7 separate regions of the Mus musculus genome follow, and all the other regions are linked to region 1. The links are chromatin contacts, called in public HiChIP or PLAC-seq and promoter capture Hi-C maps. All regions are on one chromosome and are shown on one strand. The core of a region is the stretch at or near the end of the contact, and the rest is flanking DNA. Distances in the headings are between cores, read along the strand shown.

Region 1 (2,590 bases), core at 33-2,532:
CGAGTGGGGGTGGGGACTACGGAGCACAATGAGGGCCCCTCGGAGTGCAGTTTGAAATTCCTCAAATCCCAGTTGCTGGAATGCGAGGCCAGGACGACTTCTTCACTCGAGGCCAAATGTGTTTGTCATTATTCCAGATCGCTCGTCCGCGCCGCCGCTGCCGCCGCTGCCTCCGTCGCTGGAGTGAGAGGCGCACGATCCCAGCGCACTGCGGATTCCGCCCGAGGCTTCTAGCACCCAAGTAATTCGCTCCAATCTCTCCGGAACCCTTGGAGCTGCGCCCCTCGCCCGCGCGCCCCTCTCACGGTGCTGCAGCCGCCACCGCCGCGCTCAAGTCTGGCCCCAGATGTTTCCAACAGCAGCGCCGTCCAGTAATTACGAGGGCTCGACTGGCGCCGAGTGTGCCCGGCCGGCATCCGAGGTCCGACCTCCTCCAGCCGAGCCCTTCACACCTCCCTTTTTTCTTAGCGCTTTCCCGCGCCCCACTCGGCGCCCCTTTCCCCTCCACACACACACTTCTCCTGGTGCGCCCCCTCCCCAAGCTTCGCGCCGCACCACCCGCTACAGCGTAGTCCCGCCAAACCGCGGGCGACGAATGAAAATACTCATTAAAAACCTGTCCTCTTCCGTGACCCACTGCCAAGAGGCCAAGCGCCGCGGCTTCCACCCCCCCAATGTTACTTGGTGTTCGTCCCAGTAAGCACGAACGCCACCCCCACCCTGGAGGAAAACCTCAAAAATGTAAGCCTAACAATTTCTTTGGAAGGCTATAGGATTGTGTAGGGAAAAAAAAAAAAACATTGCTTTTAAAAATAGGTCTGGATTTTTTTTCATTTTCTTTTTCTTTTTCTTTTTTTTTTTTTATCTTTGACTCTCTAATGGTTACCCCCCCACACCCCCCATTCCAGTGAAGTTTATTCAGAATAAGTTACTTTCTGGACACACCACTGAACTCAGCTGTTTTGTTTTTGTTTTCCTCGTTGCCCAAAATTTGAAGTTACTTAGCTTCTTGCAGCCCCAAGTTATGATCAGGGACCTTCTTGAGAAACAAAAGTCACTTTTTCCTCTCCCTTACCTTCTCCTTCTATGTCAATTTGCAAAGAAAATCCGATACCCGGAGTGAAAAGTAAGCCCCAAGCTTCCAGTCCTTCCCCGCAGCTCCTCCGTTTGTTTCTCTCCCTCAAGCTCCAACAGTAATGGGCTCAAAACCCGCATTTTGTAATTGATTCAATGTTATAGTCCGTCCTCCAAAAACTAATCATTTGCTTAAAGTAAATAGCTGTCAGGAAATGAAGTCCCCCCCCCCCTTGGTCTCTTCAAAATAAAAGTTTCCCTAGGACTCCTTGCTCTCTGACTCTCTCAGGCTCAAGACCTCTTCTTTGCTTTTTGCTCTTATGCAATCAGGGGGGCCAGTCCCAACCCCCAGACTTCAACAACAACGAGGAGGGGGGAGCAAACCAGATGGGGTGGGGTGGGGGGCCGAAGGGGGAGGTGTTGACGTTCTGCCGGGAAAGAGGTTTCAGGAAACTACAAACAGCCATCATTTCCAAAATGAGTTGACTTCCCAATTTGGGGGTGGGGGTGCTATTGTTTTGTATTCTCTTCGAAAAGAAAATACACGTAAAATTGCTGCTCATTTCTAAAACGAATATAAATCTAGAATTCAAATTATCCTTTCTATAGACAGTCTGGGCCTCGCTAGAAATATGGCCCTGGGGAGAAATTCTAACGCGGCTGCGTCGTTTTGAACTGGGGGTCTTAAGGGAAAGTGCCGTGTAGTTGCTAATCCTTTAATGGGATTAGGAAACTGTGGAGTCTAATAGGAAGATGATGGGTTTTTGAAAGGCTGGATTGTGAGGCGGTGTGCAAATAACGGTTGCTCGGCGTACCTTTGGGATGTTCTCCGGAAGAAGGAAAGAACGACCTTTATCCCTTCGGAGCCACTTATCTGGTCCTGCCTTTGTTTTCGGGGGTTATCTGGTCCTCGCTTCTTCTATCTTCATATGAAAACGCTCAGGCTAGGCGTGACTACCAAATGCCTGCCCTCTGCATCTTGATGGCAGAAGGATTTTTATCCTCCTAAATTCCACCCTTCCGAGTGGGTCGCACGCGACGTACCCTAGGAAAGCTTTCAGGACGTTTGAGCCACAAACCAGGGAACCCAAGACACCCAGCGAGAGACAGTTGGGACACGGCGATCCTGCTGGCGAGGGAAAGGGGGCGCTGACACTCCAGGAACCAAACCTGGGCGAAGCGGGACTTCCCGGAGCGGGTGGGGGAAGGGAGGGCCTTCGACTTGCGCTCTATTTTTGAATGCTTTTGGTGTGTGTGTGTGGGGGGGGGGGTGTGAGAAGTCCTCTATCTCCACCACCACCACCACCACCACCACCACCACCACCACCACCACCACCACCTCCATCTCACACATCAAAATTAAAATGGACAAGGTGACCAGGTTGATAACAAAACGTCGAATAACCATCGGTTATTTCACCACTATAGTGGACCTGAGGCTCTGGCGTAAATCACAGAGGTTTCCCCGAAATGCCGAGTGCTGTCCCTAAATGGGACAGGACCGACCGTGGGGATA
Region 2 (2,590 bases), core at 50-2,549, 990 kb after region 1:
CAAATGAGCGCCTTGCCCTTGACCTCAGTGTTTATCCCGGTGCTCAAGAGATGGAGATTTCGTGCCGGCGATTTTCTGTGATTCCATTAACCAACTCCTGTGTCTGTGCTAGTGTTTCTTACGAGACTGTTAGGTGTTTTTACATCTAGAAATGACTGTGTTTGGGCCCTAACACCAAATAAGGCCAGCCTATAGGACATGGACACACATGCACACGCGCACACACAACCCTGTTGTCTTCTGTTGGCCTCACACGTCAGTAGAGCTTGGTTTCCAAAGCCCATGTCTCTTGCTTGCATAACTCTAGGAATAACTGTCCCCGTCGCTATGTTCTACACTTTCTTGCCTCATAGCTCTTTGCTAAAGCTTCTTGTTTACTATGAAAAAGCTAAGGGTTTAAATATGTCAGGGGACGGCTCTTCCTGCCCCCCCCCCCCAAGGCATGAGTTGAACTAAATAGAACCATACCTTAGCTGTCTTTCCAAACCAGCCACGGGGAACCAATTTACAACCTAATGATCACACAAATGCATGCCCAGAAATTCCCCTGCGTGTCATGTTCCTACCATGAAGGACATACTGTGATTGAGTGTGTTCTGTCTCCCAAAGACAGGCAGGGTGCTTAAAGGGCTATAGAGCTAAACAACTGGCCATTGCAGAACCCATACAGGACAGCCGTACAATGCACTCTGTGTATCCATAGAAAGTCAGGGTTGAGAAACAAATTTCACAACATGGGAAAGTGTTTATGGTTTGCTATTACGTGGGGGTTGTGGGGAAGGCTGCTGGCAAAACTGAGTGTACCATATGAAAACAATTATGCAGAAATTATGTATATATCCATAGAAAATCTGGGAAGGCTTTTCTCCAAAATGTAAACACTGAGGGAACCCTCGGGGGTTTGAGCATACAATGCACAGTTTGTGCACAGCACATGGGCATCCTGGACAGAAGAGGGGTGGCAGGCATTTCAGCATGGGCTGCCTTCCTGAAATAAGTCTTTTTTTTTCTTATTTATGAAATGGCACCATATAGGCTGGCAACAGCCCAGCAATGTGGCTGACTCTGACGCCTGTTCTGTGTGTTTTCTTGCCTTTTCCAGAGAGTATGTACTCTGTGTTACTATTTAAAGGACTCATAAAAATAATCCACTTTCAAAAGATAAGTACTAGAAAATTGGGTAGGACTGAATCTTTGATGATATTAGGGGATTGGTTTTAGTTTTACGTTTGCTAATGGCCTTGTGGTTATGTTTTTAAGTCATTATCATCCAAAGATACACACTGAAATGTGTCTGGGTGAAATGGTGGCATGTCTAGGGTTGTCTTAAAAATAATACAGGAGGTAATTAAGCGGGTAGCCACATATTATAGAAATTCAAGGTCATAGGTTTTCATTGAAGCTAAGTACCTGAAATGTGAGGGTTTTTATTCCTTTGTCTATTTCAGAATCACTTACAAATTGCCATAATGCAGAGCCCTGAAAAACATAAAATTAGTTTATATCATTGTGAGTGTCAAGATTTTCCAGAGAAACAAAATATACATACAGAGTAGACCTTCTTATCCATGATTTGATTACTCTTTCCAAAGATTGAGTTACCCACAAGTTAACTGTGGTACAAAAATAGGAAACAAGCAAAGCAAGAACTAAATAATTCTCCAGTTTACAATTGTACATTGCCTGGAATTTCACTGTTCTCTGTCTAGCCCAGGACACAAATCATCTCACAGTCCAGTGTATCTATATTGTATATGCTAACCAACTGTTAGCTATCTTGGTTATCAGAGTAATTGTCACAGCGCTACATTTGAGTAACCTTTACATACTAGCTTACCACCACTCACAGTGTCTCCGTGACTTACCTCACTCTGTCTAATGTAGATATTACATCATCTCACAGCAGCATCAGAAAAACAAAAAGGTGACCACACTGCAGAAGGATATATTTACAGAAAGACCATATTCATATAATTTCTACTATAGTTTTCTATAATGATGCTGTTTAATTGTTATATCAATATCTTACTGTGCCTTACATATAAAATTCATACATATGCATACACACACATATGTAAAAACCATTAGGCATTTTTTCCAGTTATCTCTTTTAACAATTCTGGGGGCTGGAGAGATGGTTCAGTGGTTAAGAACACTGACTGCTCTTCCAGAGGTCCTGAGTTCAATTCCCAGCAACCACATGGTGGCTCACAGCCATCTATAATGGATCTGATGCCCTCTTCTGGTGTGTCTGAAGACAGCTACAGTGTGCTCATATACATTAAACAAACAAACAACCCACAAAGTCCCATATCCACAGATTCAACTAACTGGAGTTTTAAATATTTGGGGTCTGTGGGGGAGACTTCTGTCTGCATTAAATGTGTAGACTTTTTTGTTATCTCCTAAATAATATAGTACAACAACTATTTGCACAGGATTTACTTTGGGCGCTATAAGGAATTTGGAGGTGATTTAAACTACACAGGAAGATGTGCATTGGTTGAGTATAGATGGTATCATTTTATGTAAAGGGCACAGAATACACCGCTTTTAGTGTCCACGAGGGTTCTGGAAGGAACCCGCTTTG
Region 3 (2,590 bases), core at 36-2,535, 990 kb before region 1:
AGGAGTCCCATCCAGAGAGACTGAGTATAAGTGATTTTTAAGTGTGCTTTGAACTCTGGGGACACTAGAACCTCTCTCAAAAGTCAGAAAATAAATTGCTATATAGCATAAGGGATATAGGCCAATCAAACCCGAGGATAAGAGGACGGTAGGATGGTCTTAAAATTGGGCCTCTAAGGAAGAGTTCTTCCGGGTCTTAATCTCTTTACCATTCATTCTTCACAATGACATGGTACTCTGCTCTCACACTAACCCCCTGAAAGACCCCCTCCAACAGTCAGGACATAGCTGGGGCCAGTTGATAGCCCCACCGCCATCTGCAGAGGTGGGCAACGGCTACAGATTTCTAAAGCAATCTAGATGAATCCGTCAGAACCCATCACATTCCTTCCAATTCAATTCTAAATGCAAATGCGTGATGAATTTCATAAAAAAAAATGACACAGCTTTATTATCTAGAATACTGTGTTAAGATGACTTCTCCATCTACATACTGAATTCATCGTGGAGTTAAAAAAAAAAAAAAAAGAAAGAAAGAAAGAAAAGGAAAGGAAAGCCATGTGGCGGGTCTCACATATTCTCAGCGGAGTCCATATGTACCCCGGAAGATTTTAGTATTTCACAACTTGGTTACTGAGCCTTCCGGGATGGGTTGGGGCAGGGCATACTGGGCTAGTTTGCCAGAGCACCTGTGGAGATGCAGGTTAGTGATGTCTGCACAGCCCCAGGGGAGCACACTCTGGACTTCTTTCTTGACTGTGACAGATCGGGCTGAGAACTGCGGAAATCGAGGAAGAACTTGCCTCCAAGTCCATGAATTTCCACGACCTCAAGTTCTGGGGAGGGGAAGCGGAAAACTGGGGGTAAAGAAGTCAGGGCGGCTCCCTGGGGGCCGGGCCAACTTGAGATGCTCTGTCATTTCCGGGGACGGCTCGGGGACAGCCCCTGGCTCACGTGCCTGCGCCGCCTCTGTTGCCCCCTGCCGGGCGCGCCCCGCCACCGACGTTACCTCTTGGGGACATCGAAGGCCCTGCAGACGGCGGGGCGCCGCGAGCCGGACTGCTTGGTCTTCCCGTAGCGGAGCAGGTCCTGGAAGAGCGCGCAGCTCGGCAGCAGCCTGGCGGGCGCCAGCTGCAGCAGCAGCGCGAACAGGAAGGCGGCGGCCAGCGCCAGCCACAGCGTCCGCAGGGGGTTCAGGGCCGAGAGCTCAAACCCGGCCCACCCAGCCATAGCCCGGGAGCCGGCTACAGATGCGCGCCGCCGCGCCGCCCTCCTTCTCTCACCCCCTCCCTCCCTCCCGCCTCGGCGGCGCGCTTGGCGGTGACGCGGCTCCTGGGCGGGACGCGCGGCCCCGCCCCTGGCTAGGCGCTCAGGAGCTGGGTTGTGCTCCTGCTCACCTGGTTTGAGCAGGCTGCGCTTTAGACTTGTACTGCCTCTAATCTAATTCCGAGATGCAACTCCAACTTGAAGTTCTGCAGGAGCATGCGAGACCACGTGCTACAGTCCAAGTCTTGTAGAGATACGTTACACCTATTTATTAAGTGGAGTGGAGCTATGCCAAGAGGTGTGGGTGGGAGCCCAAGACAGCTTGGGGGGAATTGGTTCTCTCCTTCCACCATGTGGCGCTTCGGGGATCCTATTCTAGAGGTCAGGTTCTCACCAGCCTGTGTAAGTTTCTATAAACTTTGACTGCGGGATTACTGCTGCGAAAAAGTGTGAAGAGAAATTTTGGTTGAAGTACAGGCTGAATTCTTGGCTGGGTCCCTAGAGGGGGCCCCCAGGAGTCAAGATGCGAAGGATCTTAATACCACGCTGGTCTACCAGAAGCACCAGATTCATTAGCATACTCCAGATGGGGATCGCTGTAAATTCAGGGATGACCTCTGGAAAGACCTCGGTGAGGGAATTCTACACTTTGTCAACTGTAGGCTGGAGCTGCTCCGGCAAACTCTGGATTTTGGAGTGGAAAAGCAGAGTAATGCCCTCAATGGACCTACGTTTTTCACCCATCTGCTCCATGGACAAAGTGTTTAACTAGCTGTGTCTGCTGCCTTTATGGCTAGGAATGAAAAGATTTGGAAGACCTTTATGCACTCATTGGCTCGAGTCCATGGGGCAGTGGGGGTGAGGGGGAAGGCAAGGTATGAGACAGCAAATCTCCAAAAACCTCCCTCCACGGATCTGGCTCAGATGCTGTCTTTCAGGCATCAGTGGAAAACACCATCACGTGTTAGATGAAGGCCTGGTTCCCTGTTGACAGCTGCTTAGTGGTATTTCAGGCTATCGGGTCCTTGAGTAATGCAGGCTACTCAGAAAGGAGGAAGCAAATGGGATCCAATTGTGTACCCCTATAATACAAGTCTTTATCACAGCCTTGCTTTCAACAGAAAAATGACTACACCCCTAAATCTGCCTTGATGCGTTTAGCCAAATTATGGTACACTCCCATTTTCTCTCTTAAAAAAAAAAAAGAAAAGATTACAGAGTGGGGGAAAAAAAGAATACTTTTATTTATAGATTGTATGTGTGTGTGTATGTGTGACTGGCCCATCCATGTCAATAATCATTAATAATATAGTTAAGCTTCCTC
Region 4 (2,590 bases), core at 40-2,539, 980 kb after region 1:
CATTTACATATAGCAGCTCAAAGTGTGGCTCCTAGTCTGGTAATGTTATCTAGAGCAAGTGTAACGCTAGTTGGATTGGCTCACACCTGTAATCACAGTGCTCAGAGAGCTACGGCAGGAGGATGGCGGGTCTAGATCAGACTGAGCTGAATAGCAAGATCCTATCTCAAAACAAAACGCAATTAAAAGTGTGCTTAACCTCTCTGGAGTTCAGCTTCTTGGTTTGAAGAATGGGGGTGGGGGTGGGGTGATTACAGCATTTCCTTCATGGGGCAAACGAGCAAACGGATGAAGATAAACACCGTGTATGCTATACTGATGTGATCATCGGCAGCTGCTCCTGCTGGTTTTGCTCAGGAATAGTACAGTGCTAGGTGTATGGTTGGCTCCCAAGAAATAGTTGTCAAATGGAAATTATTATCAGGCAGGTAGGTATTACACACACACACACACACACACACACACACACACACACACACACACAGAGAGAGGGAGAGAGAGAGAGAGCATAGAGTTCAAAGGGAAAAGTATGGGAGAGAGGCGAGGAATCAGAGGACAGCGAATTGGATCTGAATATGTTATCCATGTATAGATATTTTTAAAATACCTTTAAAGGTGGCAAAGTAAATAGCATCCTGAGGTTGTTTTCTGACCTCCACATGTATGCTGTGCATATATGTACCCCACACACACACACACACACATGCACACGCACACAGATGACTACAATTCCATACATTATCATTACTGTTGCAGCTACCTTGTGCACCCACACTCCACTGGAAGCCTACTCTGTGCAAGACCTGGAAAGAACCGGTTTGTTCAACTCACCTTCGTTTCCCACCAGCTAAGCTAGAGTGTACCTACTGAAGGGCAGCTAACAGAAGGACCAGTCCACACTGGCTCCTCAGAGCCTGTGGACTCCCAAGTGCTGCCACCTACATCAGACCAGACGCTGCTAATGGCTTTTGTTCATCTGCCAAATTCTTCTGCCTCCCTGACCTCCTCTGGGAAGAAAGCTCAGACATGACTGAGTCTTCTGGAAGCCAGAAGGTACCAGATGCTGGACGACTTGGAAGGCAAGCAAGGAGGTAGCAACCCAAGGGGACAGATCTCGGGGACTATGCACGGCCCCGGAGGTATTTTATTTGCTTTGTACCTTAGATGCCTCTGCCATTGCAGCCCTGGCCTTCAGTCTGCCTGCACTTCCTTTCCTCCAGAGACGTTGTTGCAGAGAGAGCTCACAGGAGTCAAAACAACAAGCCCGGTGATATGAAAACCATATGTAAACTTGGCAGGGCTGCCTTGTAGCCTAATGGGCCTCCCAGACATTGCAGGCCCACAGACACTGGCCTTTTGTGAGGCAGGAGACCTGCCTCCCCCTCCCTCGCTCCCATTCTGTGGAGACAAAATGAAAAAGGAAAGAGAGACAAGGAAGGCAGCCAGCTCTTTTCCCGACAGCCATGTGTTTCCGCGGCTTGGGGCTGAGTGACACTGGGCTCAGTGAGGGATAAGCATGCATCGGGCATTGGGTGTCTGTGGACAGCCTTGTTCCCAGGACCTTCATTTCTGTCGCTTGGTCTTCATGGCACGCCCATTTCAGAGACAAGGTCACTGAGGCTGATGGAGGTCTCGAGATGTTACTGATAACTGGTTTCTCCACCAGTGACGCATCAAATACAAGAGAATATAAATGATCCCTTTGATATTTGTCATTGCAAAGCTGCCTCCCAGGTAACCTTTGGATCATTTCAAACAAATTTAGTAACATTCAAAACTTTGCCTGCAGCTTGCTTTTTCCCATTATGTAGAGAGAAACTGAGATATAACTCTCTCCCTTTGTGACGTTGCTGCAATGATGGATAATATTCTAGGGTGCCATTGTTGTTCCTACCTGAAATTACTATACAGCTCAAGGCCCGCTGGGTGTGGAGGATGACTGTATTCCAGAATGATCATCACTGGGGGTGCTAAAAGATATCATTTTTTAGAATAGCTTAAAAAAGAAAAAGAGAAGCCAGATAAATGGTAGATAGGGCTTTGCAGTTATGGCGGCTTATCCTGTGTTTCCAAAGACTGGAATAAGCATGTTCGATAGGCAAATGCTCCTGCAAGCTGGCCTGTGTCTGTAACCTATGAATCACGACTCATCTTGGAATGGCTTCTAAAAAGACCCAAGGATACTTGAACGGCATATGCAAACTCAATAACCATTGGTGGGGTCAGCCCCCATGGGCTCAAGTGTGCTGGCATGAGCTCTTCTATGGACTACAGGGCTCCCATCTGGGCTCAGTCTGCTATGAGATGCTTCCTGAGCTGCGCCAGAGCTCTAAAGGCGCTGTCTGGTGATGATGTGGAGAGGGTGTGCGCTCTCACTTGCAGGGGGCTAGATGAAACCTTAGCATCCCTTAGATGAGCGAAAGCAGCAGCAAATGGGAGGAGGGCAGCCCAGGGGCAGGGAGCAAAGTCCCCTCATAGACGGTGGCAGTAGTCAATGAGTCACTTGGTACCCACACCTAATGGCTCTAGGAAAAAGCTGTGTCCCCAGGCATTGGTGAAGCACGACATTTTTATTATGTTTTGATTTATA
Region 5 (2,590 bases), core at 24-2,523, 940 kb after region 1:
TGAGTGTTGTTTGGGAATATATAACAAATTCCTCTGTGTTCTGTAAGACTTGCTCTGGCAGCACTGAGTGATGGGAAACCAGGGTGAGCCTGGGACAAGATAAGGCAAGAAAGAGAAAAGATGACTCTGAACTTAGGTAGGGCTGAGGAAATGGGGACCAGGAAGAGTCATTGGCTTTCACATGATGGGTATTGGTTGCCTATGATACCTTCGCAGTGCCTCCCCATAGTAGTTGCTCAATAAATATTTGCTAAATGGATGACTGGGTAACGGAATGTTTGGGAGCAGTGGTGATATTGGTGACTCCTGACAGCCATTTTCAGCATGGGTATTTCCAGGGCCTGGTCTCCTCTTAAGGCCTGCTCCTCTCTTACTGCCTCTGTAAAGCACTGGTCACTAATGGGGAATGGGGAACCTGACTGTACCTATTCTGAGGATAAGTGAGCCCCAGACGGAGGGAAACTGAGTAAAGGCGCACTCCGCAGCAGCATTCCCAGAATTCCTGAGAAGTCCCAGACACTGGAAGCAGGAGGATCCTCACCTTGGCATCATAGGAGTCAACCAGACAGCAGATGCTCCCAGAGCCCAGGCCTGCAGAGGTCCCAGAGCCTGCACTGAGATCCTGGGGAGAAAGCCATATTCCCTGACCAGAGCTGACATTGTTAATCCCAGCCCTCTAGGGCTCATCAAGTGACAGAGAGCAGAGACTCTGCCAGCTTTACTACACCCTGTGTGTGCAGTAACATGCTGTGTCAAGCTTTCATCTTCAGATTGTCACCCCCGCAGACTTAACACGCAGACAGGGAGAAGTCATGTGTGGCTGCATTTGAGGAATTTGGGATTGGGATGAGAATGGCTCCACTTCCCAGCAGCCTGCTGGCCTGACACGCTCTGAAGAGAAAGTCGGATATCAACACACAAATCTAAACTGAAACCAAAATAGCAAACACCAACATGCATTAATTGGACCCATGTATTTGTGCCTAGTCCAGCATTCCCCCAGCCTCCCCCCCTTCTTAGCCCCCTAACCCCTCCCACTCCTTAGCCCCCAACCCCTCCCACTCCTTAGTCCCCCAACCCTCCCACTCCTTAGTCCCCAGCCCCACCCCCTTTCTTTAGCCCCACCCCCACCCCAGGCCCGCCCCCGCACTTTACATGCACCCCTATCCTTGCCCCAGGGAATTGCTCTTTGTTGTTGCTGCCTTTCATTCTCTTCCCCCTTTTCATCTTCTACTGTGTCCTTCAAGATTCTCAGCATGTGTTTCAGATTCCAAACTCTCTTATGGAAAGCATATGTCTTGAGGAACACACTGTGCCATGCTAAAGTTTCAGAGCCAGTTGTATTTCTGTCCCAGGATTAAGTGAGAAACAGCAGTTGTTTGTGAGGCTGGGAGGTTTCCCCGGGTCTGGTTACTCAGACAGAAAGCCGTGCATAAGCTAGAGAGAGTGGTTCTGAGATGTTTCTGACCATTACAGAAAACTGCAGAGAACAAGGGACCAAGCAGCACCCTGCTCCAAATGGTACATCTACAACACAACTCGTACTCCCCCCCACCCCGCCTCCCTCCAACTCCGGCCCCTCCTCCTCCTCCTCCTCAGGTTCAGGGATCACTAGGAAAGAGGAGTTTAGAAGATGGTGAGAGCCACAGGAACAGGAAGTCAGGAATGTCGCTACACCCATGAAGTCTCCTCAGCATGCCTACCTAAGCGGGGTGGCACCAATAGACATGCTAACATGGAAGGGGGAAACCTAACCCTAGGCACTACAGGCAGCTCAGGACCCCTGAGAGTGAGAGAGTCTTCCCTGGGGAAAAGTTTCCCAGTTTGTTACCTAACACCAAGTGACCAGCCCTGAAATCATACACGAAAATAATGTATATGGATGGAGAAGGTTACAGTTATATATTTAGGAATAGATATAAATATGGATATAGAGATAAAGAGAGAACAGGAGGAATACATGTGTAGAATGGATTAGAAAAAGGAGAGGGAAGAAGGAAAATAGTATTTTAAAAATAAAGCCACATGGTAGTGATGCACACCTTTAATCCCAGCATTCAGAGGGCAGAGCAGGTGGATATCTGAGTTTGAGGCAAGCCTGGTCTATACAGTGAGTTCCAGGACAGCCAGGGCTACACAGGAAACCCTGCCTCAAAAAAAAAAAATTTTTTTTTAATTAATTTGTTAAAGTCTCTAAGGTAACAAAGGAATCAGGAATCTTCTCTCAGCTTGCACATCCTATACATTTGCTTTCTATTTTTTATTTAATTCGTTGTTGTTGTCATTGTTGTTGTTGTGTGTATTTGTAATGTGTGGGGATGGAACATACGCCATGGCATGTGTGTGGAGGTCTGCTTCCACCTTTGTGTGGATTCCAGAGGTCAAACGCAGGTTGTCAGGATTGTGTGGCCAGCACCTTTACCTCTTAAGCCATCTCACCTGCCTGAGCTCTCTTATCTACATAACACTTTGAGCTCTCTGTGTGTGATACCATGCTCATCACCAAAAATGCCTAGGCTAAAATGTTCACGAGTCAGAGGAGAAGGTGGAACAGTGATCTGGTTTGCCAAGGTCAAGATGGAAGAACTTG
Region 6 (2,590 bases), core at 42-2,541, 890 kb after region 1:
TAAACTGCTGGGCCTTGTCCCAGCTCTGGAATGGTGCCCAGATTACACAGGGTGATTCTGGTGAGAGAGCTCTACACATCATCGCTGGGGACACTTAACCAGCTACTAGATGCAAGGTAACTGCATCTGGTAACTGTGAAGGGACATGTTAGAATCCATGCAGCCACTAGCCTGAAGCAGGTGTCCTGACTTTGTCCCACAGCCTTGTCCCTTTGCTTCACCTAGATGAGATTGAGAGTCAGACTATCTTCTTTCTGGTGCCAACTGTCCACCAGAAGTAAGGCCTCATATAGGATGCTTGGCCTCTTTAAGCCTTCGGTTCCTGGTAAAGTTGAACAAATAATACTACCTATTGTTGAGGAGTATGGAGAGGATTCCATATGCCAATACATGGAAATCATGACAGCCTAATGGGAATTAGTTTAGGATCATAGCTTAAGTATGATGACAGCTTATGGCTATCATTTATGGCAGATTAGCTCCCAGGCTAAACTCTTCCTACCCATAGAATTTTCTATAAGGTCCACATGTCCTTGGAAACAGTGAGTCCTCCAAAGCTGTGTAAGGACCCTTTCCTTAGCCCTGGTCTGAAGTTCGGAAGGCCTGTGACTGATGAGTGAGACTTAAATGCCTGCTCCTTGGGAGCTTTTCTTCTGTCCCTGGCACCTGTGGTGGCAGTGAATAAAGCCATCTGGCCATGGACACAGGTATCAGATCATGATAAACAGGTCGGAGTCTGTTCTGGGGGTTAGAGGAGGGAATCCTAAGGGAAGGTCGACTCCTGGATCCTGTAGACAACATCACTGTGTAGAGAACATTAGTGCTGGAAGGAACCTCAAAAGTCATCCGGCCAGCACCCTTCCTCCCACCATTAAGAGGTGAGAGAAAGACCGGCTGGAGACAGGGCTGGGATAAGAGCCCAGTTAATTCCCTTCCCGGCCAGAAATAAACAAGCATGCAGAGCCTGCCTCATAATATTAACAAAGGGCCTCACAGTCCAGGTGGATTTTAATATGTAAGCCCAAGTTCATGACCTTGTAATAAAATGGGGAATCAAATGTGAACACATAGGTGTACTTCATAATTAGCCTTAAAGTGTCATTGTTCCCCTCCCTCCCTGCCTAGTCTGAAGGAACAATTTGGATGCAATAAGAAAAACCGAGCCTTGTTTCTTTGTTGACTTGATCCCTCCCGTACAATGAGCCTGTGTTCTGAAGGGGGCTGGAGATGGCCACTGGCTCATAATCACCTCGACTGTGGAGCTAACTGCTCAAGGAGACTCAATGTCAAGTTTAATGGAACTCCTTTTAAAACAGTACCTCCTGGGCCTCTAACTGAAAACAGTCGTTGCCGAGAGCTGCTAGGTTAGGTCAATACTAACAAATGAAAATGGAAGCATAGCCGTGGTCTGCTGCAAACACACCGCTATCAGGCAAGGACACGGCCTAGCAGAGAGCTGCAGGTGGGAATCTTGGTGCCGTGGACAGTCACTTGGAGACTGGGTAGGAGAAAATGGATGCAGGACAGCCTTTTTGCTGACAGATCTTTCCAGGGGCAGCCTCCCCATTCTTTTTCTCTGGTTTTGGAGTGCAGGGTGTGCATGCCATTGTAAGGCCGTGGACAGAACAGGAACAAAGCCTTGCAAATGCGCATGTTGTGTGTTGGGCCTGGGAGCCCTGTGGTATTCCAGGGCTTTGTGAGGGGCCACCCGGGATTTGGAAGAGCCCACAAAGTGCCACGTCAGGAAGAACTGCTGCTAGTCTCAGCAGCTGCCAATGGTTTCTCTTGTTTGTTTGTTTTTAAACTCAGGCCACAGAGTGCTCCCCCACCCCTGCCCCAACCCTCACTGCCACTTGACACAACCTCTCCAAGTAGCAGATAGCGAGAGTTCTCCAGATGCTGCCACTTTCATGTCTCTCTGGTGTTTATGTGCTGGGTCGGGGTTGGTGGTGGAAAGGGAATGATGCACACAGTATTTGCCTCCCTGCGGTGCCTACTCTGGCCCTGTGGGCACAGTAGTTCCGTCCAGTCCAGGTGAGACGTCTTGCATTCCCCAATCCTTATGTGGACAAGCCCTTTCCTCTGGAATGCCACATTTGATTTTAAAGCTCAAGGAACTTTCTGGAATTGTAGCATGTCTTGATCCTCTTGCCCTCCTCCCTGTGGGACACTAGTCTGAAAGGTCATAGGAATTCCCCGAAACACAAAAGACCTGGGTTATGAAAAGCATTTCATGCTGACCTGATTTTCAACAACTCGAGCTCCTTTGTCTCAGTTCTGTGGTGCTCTCCACGGCTACTCCTCCAGGGGCAGGCCTCTACTGTACTGCAGAGACTGCAAGTGTTTGGTGACAGTCACCTTTTACCCAGTCCTTCTCCTGAGAATCCTCTGGGAAGCCATTCTCCAAACATCTTGCTAGATTTTAGTGGGGGGGGGGGGTCGGCAATCACAGAACCCCACCTTTTGGCCACAATAATGGACCTTGTAGATTTCTAGGCTTTTACTAACAGAAGTGAAGGGTGTGTGTTACTTCTTAGCCACAAGGCTGGGACGATTGCTCATGATTGGCATGTTTTATATTGTACAGGAG
Region 7 (2,590 bases), core at 27-2,526, 820 kb after region 1:
CAGCTATGCTTCCCTGTCAAGAATGGCTTTGCCTGCCCAGCAGAACATGATATGCTTTATTCTGATCCTTGAGACTAGCCAGCTCTTTACTCCTGGATGTATGTGAGACGGGCTTTTTCCCTGTGACAGAGCCTATTACTCCCGCTACTTGTCTTAACAAATGGGAATATTTATTTGCCACATTGTTACCCTAACAAAGAGGACAAATATAAAAATAAAATTCATAGAGTTAGTAATAAACTTCAGGGTTCCATAAGCCCTGGAGAATCAGGCTGGATAAAGAGTGACTCTTAGTAAGTGTTTGAAGCAGCCATTTATGTATCTCCTGAGAGCAACGTCAGACTGGCCCTGGCCCTGGCCCACACTTACAAGGGCACAAACAATTTGGTTCATTCGTTGCCTGTTTCCACCCAGTGCTTATCCTTACAATGCCCCCAACCTAGACACTTGGGTGGACAAGTTACTCCCTTGGTGAGTCACACCATATAGTTCATCTCCTTATTTAAATGCCATCTTTCTGTGCTCGGTGGGGGTGAGTCTACAGATATAGTGAGATGGTGATGTAATTTGCAGAGAGTTGTTACTGAAATTTGACCATTAAAACTATGTCTACCAAGTCATGCAGGAATTGCAAATCCCTGTCCAACCTGAAACACATTGTGAGCCCCGTCAACTCACCAAGGCCTTTCCCCCAGTGCCAACAGGGGTGATTTTCCAGACACCCCTAAATCTACAGGAGGCTATATAGAATGCAGCTGCAGTGAAGTTCTAGAAATAAGCTTTTGCCATTGGGGGTCTCCCAGATGGTTGCATAAGCCCTTTTAATTAGCATATTACTGACCCAATAATAGCTTCTTCTGAGAAGTGTTTTATATTTCAGTCTACCCATCTGGCATGTATATGCTGCTTAAGGACCACATAATAAAAGCCTTTATGAAGATATGCACAGCATATGTCTGGTAGCAGATTTGAAGATTGAATGGTCCCCACGGTTTTCTGTACCCCACTTCTCCAAGCAGGGAAGCAACTAAATAGCTAAAACCAGCGCACTTATTTAATTCAGCAAGGATTTTTATCTAGGTTGCAAAAAATTTTATATCAGCAATTTTAGAATAATCTTTCAACTGTTTTCAAGGTCAGTTCCCACTTCATTGCTGGTAGAGCTCTTATCAAAATTATTAAGATTTCAGACTAAACAAAGACATCAACAGGCAATGAGGCACGAACCTGTCACGACAGGAGGTGGTAGGACCCATATGACACAGGTGAGCAAAAGATGGGAGACCTGAAGAACAGCTGTAGCATCCTGTAGCTTTAGGCACTCACAGACACTTTCATCCAGTCCTCAGCCAGAGCAACCAGTACATTTCTACATTATACAGCAACATACTTCTCCAGCACTAACTAGCTGTCATGATGAAACCATACAGTCAGAGATCATTTTATTTCATTTTTCACTTTATTGCAGTATAGGAAATTAAGTTAGTTTGAATGAACCCCTTCTTATGAGGTTGAGATATAGAGGGGAAAAAAGTTGAATTTTATTCAAAGTACATCGAGAATCTACAGAAGTATTTTTCTTGGCATTAAAATGGTATATGTGTATGGGGGATATGGGGAGGATGTGTGTGTGTGTGTGTGTGTGTGTGTGTGCCCAGGCATGAGTGAGGTATTTTTATTATCTTGTTCTTTGTCTCACCCAATACAAGAGTATGTGACCCTTACACCTGTCACATATACTGTGTGTGTGTCTGTGTGTGTTTCTGTGCCTCCCCCAACTTGTTGTGCATATAGTGAATTCCTAATGGGAAGGCTCACAGACTTCAGACAGAGGCTTGACTGCTATGCAAAAGTCTCCTTGCAAATCTATTTTTCATCAAAACCAGACTACTGCAGTGAGAGTGATTGAAAATGAGCCCTGCTGTGAACATTTGAGCATCAGTAAAGTAAAATACAGGAGCCCAATTATCAATCAGAAAAGGATCTGAGAAATCACAGTTGCCTTTACAGTTGAGGCTGAGCCATGATAAGGCAAAAAGTCATGCCCAGAGACGGCTGCAGTCCCGTGCAGTCCTCTTCAGATTCGTGCAAGGATTTGCCTGTGGCCCAGAGCTAGATTCCAGTGGGTGCCAGTAAATAACGTAGTAAATACCACTCAGAAAACACCACTTTTCTAGACTTGTGTTCATTTTTTTGTTTTCAGAAGTATCTCCTCCACATATTGTTCTTATTAAGAAAAATTCTGGGAAACATGCAGCTCTTCTAGAGTCAATTTATGTTTCCAATTAATTTTCAAAAAGCATTACATTTACAGCCTGATGTTGGCCAGCACTCTTTCAAAAATCCATGGCAAAAACCATTTTATTTTCACTGAATGCAATCTTCATAAAATTTCAGTATTCTGGCTTACAGTTATGTGTAATGTTCCAAGAAAATATCTAAGATCTATATTTCCCAGGGCTTCCTTGGACTGTGACATTCTCTGCCTGGATTGCTGTCTTGTTTATCATAGACCTTTCCCCGTGGCCCAGCTTGGATGGGATGCATTCTTCGGCCTACAGTGGATTAAGTATGGCTTTACACTGATTAG

Evidence for each region. Promoter capture Hi-C pulls out the DNA fragments that hold promoters and counts their contacts. HiChIP or PLAC-seq counts read pairs in DNA pulled down with a chosen protein or histone mark.
Region 2: a contact with region 1 is called in an H3K4me3 HiChIP or PLAC-seq map of stem cell-derived neural progenitor cells, with 4 times the contacts expected there. The contact joins the enhancer-like site here to the promoter of Pdgfra in region 1. A contact is called at or near these places in 6 of 39 promoter capture datasets (HPC-7-derived erythroid cells, embryonic stem cells, frontonasal cranial neural crest and 3 more), 2 of 484 Hi-C or Micro-C datasets (cranial neural crest and palatal mesenchyme), 6 of 115 datasets of contacts at active chromatin or transcription factors (cardiomyocytes, craniofacial prominence, embryonic hindbrain and 3 more) and 3 of 9 other capture datasets (adipose tissue, liver and pancreatic islet).
Region 3: a contact with region 1 is called in a promoter capture Hi-C map of liver, with 2.3 times the contacts expected there. The contact joins the promoter of Srd5a3 here to the promoter of Pdgfra in region 1. A contact is called at or near these places in 4 of 39 promoter capture datasets (hippocampal neurons, liver and stem cell-derived epiblast-like cells).
Region 4: an H3K4me3 HiChIP or PLAC-seq map of embryonic limb bud shows a contact between it and region 1, with 4 times the contacts expected there. The contact joins the enhancer-like site here to the promoter of Pdgfra in region 1. A contact is called at or near these places in 1 of 484 Hi-C or Micro-C datasets (palatal mesenchyme), 7 of 115 datasets of contacts at active chromatin or transcription factors (cardiomyocytes, craniofacial prominence, embryonic forebrain and 4 more) and 4 of 9 other capture datasets (adipose tissue, embryonic stem cells, liver and 1 more).
Region 5: a contact with region 1 is called in an H3K4me3 HiChIP or PLAC-seq map of craniofacial prominence, with 4 times the contacts expected there. The contact joins the enhancer-like site here to the promoter of Pdgfra in region 1. A contact is called at or near these places in 14 of 39 promoter capture datasets (the SN4741 cell line, cranial neural crest, embryonic stem cells and 8 more), 1 of 15 datasets of contacts at CTCF or cohesin (large pre-B cells), 1 of 484 Hi-C or Micro-C datasets (cardiomyocytes), 6 of 115 datasets of contacts at active chromatin or transcription factors (craniofacial prominence, embryonic forebrain, embryonic hindbrain and 3 more) and 2 of 9 other capture datasets (embryonic stem cells and liver).
Region 6: an H3K4me3 HiChIP or PLAC-seq map of embryonic limb bud shows a contact between it and region 1, with 5 times the contacts expected there. The contact joins the enhancer-like site here to the promoter of Pdgfra in region 1. A contact is called at or near these places in 4 of 39 promoter capture datasets (embryonic stem cells, hematopoietic stem and progenitor cells, neutrophils and 1 more), 4 of 15 datasets of contacts at CTCF or cohesin (the NIH/3T3 cell line, embryonic stem cells, large pre-B cells and 1 more), 1 of 484 Hi-C or Micro-C datasets (palatal mesenchyme), 9 of 115 datasets of contacts at active chromatin or transcription factors (T-cell acute lymphoblastic leukemia, bone marrow-derived macrophages, craniofacial prominence and 6 more) and 4 of 9 other capture datasets (adipose tissue, embryonic stem cells, liver and 1 more).
Region 7: a contact with region 1 is called in a promoter capture Hi-C map of HPC-7-derived erythroid cells, with 11 times the contacts expected there. The contact joins the enhancer-like site here to the promoter of Pdgfra in region 1. A contact is called at or near these places in 18 of 39 promoter capture datasets (the 3T3-L1 cell line, the C10 cell line, the HPC-7 cell line and 13 more), 2 of 15 datasets of contacts at CTCF or cohesin (the NIH/3T3 cell line and large pre-B cells), 14 of 115 datasets of contacts at active chromatin or transcription factors (the NIH/3T3 cell line, craniofacial prominence, embryonic basal ganglia and 10 more) and 2 of 9 other capture datasets (embryonic stem cells and macrophages).

The regions. Positions count from the first base shown.
Region 1 is chr5:75,150,943-75,153,532 of GRCm38.p6, reverse strand. Pdgfra (platelet derived growth factor receptor, alpha polypeptide) reads right to left here and starts at 1,282. Exons shown (of 23, transcript NM_011058.3): 1 at 1,076-1,282.
Region 2 is chr5:74,157,395-74,159,984 of GRCm38.p6, reverse strand. No RefSeq gene overlaps it. Among named protein-coding and RNA genes, the nearest start is that of Gm32002, 2.9 kb to the left of the region's middle. Within about 2 kb of position 1,299, at least 2 of the 459 cell types and tissues checked have an H3K27ac peak or open chromatin away from gene starts, as enhancers often do.
Region 3 is chr5:76,138,968-76,141,557 of GRCm38.p6, reverse strand. It overlaps Srd5a3 (steroid 5 alpha-reductase 3), which reads right to left and starts at 1,285. Exons shown (of 6, transcript NM_020611.4): 1 at 1,010-1,285. The coding sequence starts at 1,230.
Region 4 is chr5:74,174,465-74,177,054 of GRCm38.p6, reverse strand. No RefSeq gene overlaps it. Among named protein-coding and RNA genes, the nearest start is that of Gm32002, 14 kb to the right of the region's middle. Within about 2 kb of position 1,289, at least 48 of the 459 cell types and tissues checked have an H3K27ac peak or open chromatin away from gene starts, as enhancers often do. A contact at or near this core is called in craniofacial prominence and embryonic limb bud, where this site is marked.
Region 5 is chr5:74,213,539-74,216,128 of GRCm38.p6, reverse strand. The region is part of intron 7 of Scfd2 (Sec1 family domain containing 2); the gene reads left to right. Among named protein-coding and RNA genes, the nearest start is that of Rasl11b, 20 kb to the right of the region's middle. Within about 2 kb of position 1,273, at least 42 of the 459 cell types and tissues checked have an H3K27ac peak or open chromatin away from gene starts, as enhancers often do. A contact at or near this core is called in craniofacial prominence and embryonic limb bud, where this site is marked.
Region 6 is chr5:74,264,847-74,267,436 of GRCm38.p6, reverse strand. The region is part of intron 5 of Scfd2 (Sec1 family domain containing 2); the gene reads left to right. Among named protein-coding and RNA genes, the nearest start is that of Gm32064, 50 kb to the left of the region's middle. Within about 2 kb of position 1,291, at least 23 of the 459 cell types and tissues checked have an H3K27ac peak or open chromatin away from gene starts, as enhancers often do. A contact at or near this core is called in embryonic limb bud, where this site is marked.
Region 7 is chr5:74,333,452-74,336,041 of GRCm38.p6, reverse strand. The region is part of intron 5 of Scfd2 (Sec1 family domain containing 2); the gene reads left to right. All of the region lies in intron 1 of Gm32064 (a long non-coding RNA gene), which reads right to left. Among named protein-coding and RNA genes, the nearest start is that of Gm32064, 18 kb to the right of the region's middle. Within about 2 kb of position 1,276, at least 6 of the 459 cell types and tissues checked have an H3K27ac peak or open chromatin away from gene starts, as enhancers often do.